Regions from separate parts of the Mus musculus genome. Here region 2 is linked to region 1. The links are chromatin contacts, called in public HiCAR-type maps. All regions are on one chromosome and are shown on one strand. The core of a region is the stretch at or near the end of the contact, and the rest is flanking DNA. Distances in the headings are between cores, read along the strand shown. Region 1 overlaps Arhgef38 (Rho guanine nucleotide exchange factor (GEF) 38). Region 2 has its middle 9.3 kb from the start of Arhgef38.

Region 1 (2,761 bases), core at 164-2,663:
GGTTAGCTCATAATGTTGTTCCACCTATAGGGTTGCAGATCCCTTTAGCTCCTTGGCTACTTTCTCTAGCTCCTCCATTGGGAGCCCTATGATCCATCCATTAGCTGACTGTGAGCATCCACTTCTGTGTTTGCTGGGCCCCGGCATAGTCTCACAAGAGACAGCTACATCTGCGTCCTTTCAATAAAATCTTGCTAGTGTATGCAATGGTGTCAGCGTTTGGATGCTGATTATGGGGTGGATCCCTGGCTATGGCAGTCTCTACATGGTCCATCCTTTCATCTCAGCTCCAAACTCCGTCTCTGTAACTCCTTCCATGGGTATAATGTAGTTATTTGCTATATTAACATAAGAGAACACTCTGTTAAAGGTGCTTAAGTTTTCAAGGTCACTAGTCATAAATTATAACTAGAAAGATTACAAGGCATGTTTCAGAAAACTAAAACAGCAAAGGCTATAATTCAACAAGTGTCAGTGGGAGCTTTGTTTTCATGGCATCACCATTGGTTCTGAGTTGGTCTGGTGGCTCTAAAACATGGAGACAAAGTGCTGTTTCGTAACTGCATGACGAGTGTTACACTATGGTCGTCAAGAGAGCAGCCCAAAGCACCCAGCCATTCTGAGAAACATAGAAATGACCTTAGACTGGTGAGTGCAGCCCTCCTCAGTCAACTGACCAGACACTGCTGACCCAACTGACCACAGAGAGACAAGCCATCTTTGTGCAACCCTGCCCAACCATCAACTCAAGGTGGGTGAGCAAACACTTGCTCTTGGTCTTTTAGATTTGGGGAAGATGTTTTTGCCTAAATAGTTAACTCCTACAAAATCACGGAGGGGAAAAAATTCAATTTAGCTAAGGAAAACTTGATTTGGAATGTGGAGTTTGGACTTGACTTGGCTGATTCAGGATAATAGCAACTACACACAAAAGACGGCCCTGATAGCCAGGCAATGGTGGTGCATGCTTTTAAAGGCAGAGGCAGATGTATCTCTGTGAGTTTGAGGCCAGCCTGGTCTACAGGGTGACTTTCAGAACAGCCAGCACTACCCAAAGAGAAACTCTGTCTTAAAAAACAAAACAAAACAAAACAAAACAAAATGACAATAACAACCAAAAAACCAAACCAACCAACCAAACAAACAGTCTTGATGAGAAAAGGGTTAAAGGCCCCATGTTAGGACAGTATGGGAAATGTTTGTGAAGTTTCTTAGCATTCCAGTGCGCCTTAGATGTGGTGCCAGGAGCATCTACAACCCTCTGCCACAGTGTACACACCAATGAAGAGTTCTAGGGCCGTTCCTATCCCTAAATCTTTTACCACCTAAATTTCATAAGATAAGCTGATTGGGTGAGATGTTTGCAAATTCATGTTATCACAAGGGGAAAGCGCAGGTGTCCCATCTCCGTGTCTTCAGGCAGCATAAGTAAGAGCTTATGAGTCACAGCCGCGGTGTCAGAGTCACTAGATGCCTCGATAAAAGGAGGAGAAATTTATTCAACAAACCTTGGTGTTTGGATGACATTCAAGTTTATAAATAGACGCATGCATATGCTTGCAGATCTGAGAGCTCTGAAGGAGTGTTCTGCATCCCAGTGCCAAAACAGAAAGTGAACTTTAAAATCTAGACTAAATCTAGGTATGGAAGGTGTTTTAAAATCTCTAGAGAGAAATATATGAGCTTTGGTTCTTATTTGTATTTAGATTAAATGTATTCTATGACAATTTTGAAAATAGTAAGCAAGCACAAGGAAAATAAAAGATGATATAGAATTTAAGGGTGTAATAACGTGCCTTAATATCAGCTTGAATTGGATCTGTCTTTCCTACTGCTAGATCTCAGGCAAGTTATGAAACCTCATTGAAGTTCAACTTCACATCAGGAAAGTGAAGGCAGTGGTATTTACCTCATATGAGTTTTATGAAGATTCAATAAAATAAAGCTTAAAGAAGATGCAGGGCTTATTCTTAATACATGGTAAGACTAAATTGCTATTATTTAGTCAGGCTAATTGTACACATCAGCGTATAAAGTTTGGTTTCCTTTATTTAACAGGTGAGTATAATGAAAATCCTTTTTAGAAGTTTTACTCATATTTTAGAAACAAATAAGATTTGGATTGCGTAGTTTCTCTGTTCCTCTTGGTATCTAGGTGTCTTTATAATTTATAGACACGAGGATATATTTTACTTTAAGAAGGGGAGGTTTACCCTATCATGTGCCACTTCTATGTTTGGCAGAGTCTTTGGTAATTTCAGAAGCTAGTTTCCCAATCTGCTCTCAATGAGCCATGGCTCCCAGCTTTCACACTGCCCAGTAGCCTAGACCCATATCGACTCTAACTCATACTCCAATATGGTAATGACACTAGGACAGTAACTGGGCTAAGCCCCAAGAATGTAGAATAATGTCTGCTTTTGTAATTATAATGATGCCAATTAATAGGTCCTTCCTTCTTGATGCAAAGATGATGTGGGGAAACGAGAGAGAGAGAGAAAGAGAGAGAGAGAGAGAGAGAGAGAGAGAGAGAGAGAGAGGAGGGATATGTGTGTATACATACATACATACACATACATGTACACACGTGCCTATACATCATATATGTATATGTATTCATATCCAGGCAGCAGCTTACTGGAGTATCTATAGCCGTATTGGGAGAGATCCAGATGAAGAGTTGAAAAATCATATAATTTTTCTCATAAGGAGTGACAGGAAAGCTGTCAGTTCCAGAGGAAAAAAATGATGAAAATATAGG
Region 2 (2,761 bases), core at 179-2,678, 74 kb before region 1:
TACACTTTTAAACACAGTAAAACTTTGGGGAAAAGATTTCCACATGACAGTTACTGCAACAAAACTCTAGGCATAGCTTCATAGAAACCCTCTTGCAAAGCAGCAAAGCACTGTGGCCTCTATAATAAGAATGAGTTCTATTGGCTGATAAACAGTCTTCAGGCCAAGGACCAAGGAGGAAGGGTTTGCAATAAGCATAAGGATAGATTCTATTGATGGAGAATGCAAAGGACATGAGACTTCTTTCATAAGAATGGGTTCTCTCCACTGAGAGACTAAGCTTAGGATAGGGGCTCTAACAATGCTGGGGGATTCAAGGGAAGTCTGGCTCCTCTCCAAAACAGTCCCCAGGTTGTTAGATAACATTTACTCCAGCTTCACAGGTGACCAGACATCAGTTGTTTTATTCTTTGAAGAAAAGAGGCCCACATATTTAATAAGTCTGGTGTCGCCAATGCTTTCTTTAAGTTGTGCCTTCTACACACACACACACACACACAAGTGTATATCCCATTTGTACGCCATATGCATACACCACATATACGTTCACTCACAAGCACATATACACACAAAAAGACTTAGTAACTGCTAGGTAATTTAAAAACATTAAATACATAAATGTTCAGATTAAGCAGCACATCTCCCACAGCTTTTCTGTGGCTTCCCTGTTCACATTTGATCTATGATATTTTGGAATTTGCAGCAAGGGGTGGGCAGAGTTGAGCTAGGTCTCACTATGTAGCCTTAGTTGATCTGGAACTGGCTTTGGAGACCAGGCTGGTGTCAAATTCATAGAGTTCTGCCTGCCTGTGCCTCCCGAGTGTTGGAATTAAATGTGTGTACCATCAGACCCATCAATCTATGGCAGTTTATAATAATCTATATATGTGAAGTTATAGGTATAAGAATATAATTGATTTTATAAAAAGAGGGCCACAAAGAATACACCATTAAAGATATTTAATAGGAAAGAACTACAAATAATTTTTGGTGTAACAAGACAATAAATAACATTTCTGCTGGGGAAAAAAAAATGACTGCCACCAAATCAGAAGGATGTCTCAAAATCACTATGATTTTTGTTTTGTTTTGTTTTTCATAGACTCCATGGGTTTTAGTTTTACTGAGCACTAATCATACTACTTTAAAAGAAATAACTGCACCTTCACTATTAAAAGCTGTTATTCAAATTCACAGTTGGGGGAAGTAAAAATTACATATGCATTATCAAATTTGCATGAAGGTTTATGAATGTGTGGATCACAAATGAGTAAGAATATAAGTCCTCTGGATGCTGCTGGGTCCCTTTCTCGGGAAGCCACTTTCTGCAGCATAACAAGGTTTGCAGGCACACAGGATGGTTGAAAGAGGATAGAGGATTCTTCAGTGGTGTTCCTCTAAGTGCAAACTGACCTAGTTACGGTTGCCATGGAGACGGTAATTTTGAATTTAATAGTATTCTCTAAAGGAGTAGCAACACAGCCGCACGAAACACTGAGATCAACCCGAGGCTCAGCTTTGGAAGGCGAAGAAACTGAGTCAGAGGCTCTTTGTGTGTTCATCCTGTACCGACAGGGATGTTGGGAGAGTCATAGGGAAATCTTAGAACTAATGAAGCCTGGGTCGATGTGTCTTTCAATGAAGGTGTAAAAAAAAATGCTTCTTAGAGCAAGTGACTTACACTAGTCCTTGCTGCACTTATTAAAAACACTCCTTTCTCCCTGCTACCCCTAACTATAGCTTTTCACCTCCAATCTAGAGAAGCAGACACAACTGGAAGGAGTCTCTCTACCGAGTTCTCACAATGGACAGTTTCCTGCACCAAAGAGGAAAAAGAAACAGCCTGCAAAGTAGAAGAATGGTTGCTCGCTTCATCTTGAATTCCTAGGCCATTTTGATGGCCGTATTTTATGGGTCTGCAGCAACTAATCTTGCATATAAGGTTTGTGCTGTGATCTGTACAGTTAATATTCTACTGTAATATTAAGATTTTTCTATAATAAGTATTTCTGAATTATTCATACGTGCAATAAGAAGTTGGTGATTTACAGCAAGAGTAGAAGTCCCTAAGTTTCTATCTCACATCTAAAAGTCAGATGCTATCAACTAGCTGCAGAGTTTGGGGCATGAAGGCTGGAGAAACTGGAGGGAGGGCAAGGCAACAAAAATCTCTTAGATGCTCCCTGGAAATGAGACTGGTTCATCACCTGCTTTATTTGCTTTGGCCCAAGTCACTGTTCTGCTGAGCAGCTCTTATTAATGAATGAATTCTGCAAGGTCATCTATAACAGGGAATTGAATCCCATGATCTATCCGAGACCCTAGCAATTACTAAGTAGTTTTCAAAGATTCCAGTGGCATATTTTCTTGCTTATGTAGCTGTTTTGGCTCAAAGGCCATCCCCTGCACTTGCAAAGATGTTTCCCCATTCAAAATAAATCTCCCCACTTTCTGAGCACAACCTTGAGAATCTTGGAATGGATGATACATTACAGTTGAGACAAAGGCCCAACCCTGCTCATATGTCATTGCTAAAATTACTTCAGTCAAGAGGATAAAAACACAAGCAGGTTTCCCTCCTTCCAGTCCTCAGTTCCATCCATTGCAGCTGACAGGGTTATTATACTGCTGCCTGCTCAGAGCAGTAACAGAACCGGTAAGCGTACTGGAGGATATAAAAATAAAGCTACAAGATAGCAGGGCCATGGTGAGCAACTGATGGCTAAATAGGAAGCTCTCAGAGCTGGCTTCATGACCCCCT

Evidence for each region. HiCAR-type assays count read pairs that join an accessible place to other places.
Region 2: a contact with region 1 is called in a HiCAR-type map of PVALB interneurons, with 2.0 times the contacts expected there. The contact joins two enhancer-like sites. A contact is called at or near these places in 2 of 39 promoter capture datasets (embryonic stem cells and stem cell-derived epiblast-like cells), 5 of 484 Hi-C or Micro-C datasets (the G1E-ER4 cell line, forebrain, myeloid progenitors and 2 more), 3 of 115 datasets of contacts at active chromatin or transcription factors (PVALB interneurons, embryonic stem cells and neural progenitor cells) and 3 of 9 other capture datasets (adipose tissue, macrophages and pancreatic islet).

Annotation. Positions count from the first base shown.
Region 1 is chr3:133,168,648-133,171,408 of GRCm38.p6, reverse strand. All of the region lies in intron 3 of Arhgef38 (Rho guanine nucleotide exchange factor (GEF) 38), which reads left to right. All of the region lies in intron 1 of Gm52616 (a long non-coding RNA gene), which reads right to left. Among named protein-coding and RNA genes, the nearest start is that of Gm52616, 6.6 kb to the right of the region's middle. Within about 2 kb of position 1,413, at least 13 of the 459 cell types and tissues checked have an H3K27ac peak or open chromatin away from gene starts, as enhancers often do. A contact at or near this core is called in PVALB interneurons, where this site is marked.
Region 2 is chr3:133,242,903-133,245,663 of GRCm38.p6, reverse strand. No RefSeq gene overlaps it. Among named protein-coding and RNA genes, the nearest start is that of Arhgef38, 9.3 kb to the right of the region's middle. Within about 2 kb of position 1,428, at least 29 of the 459 cell types and tissues checked have an H3K27ac peak or open chromatin away from gene starts, as enhancers often do. A contact at or near this core is called in PVALB interneurons, where this site is marked.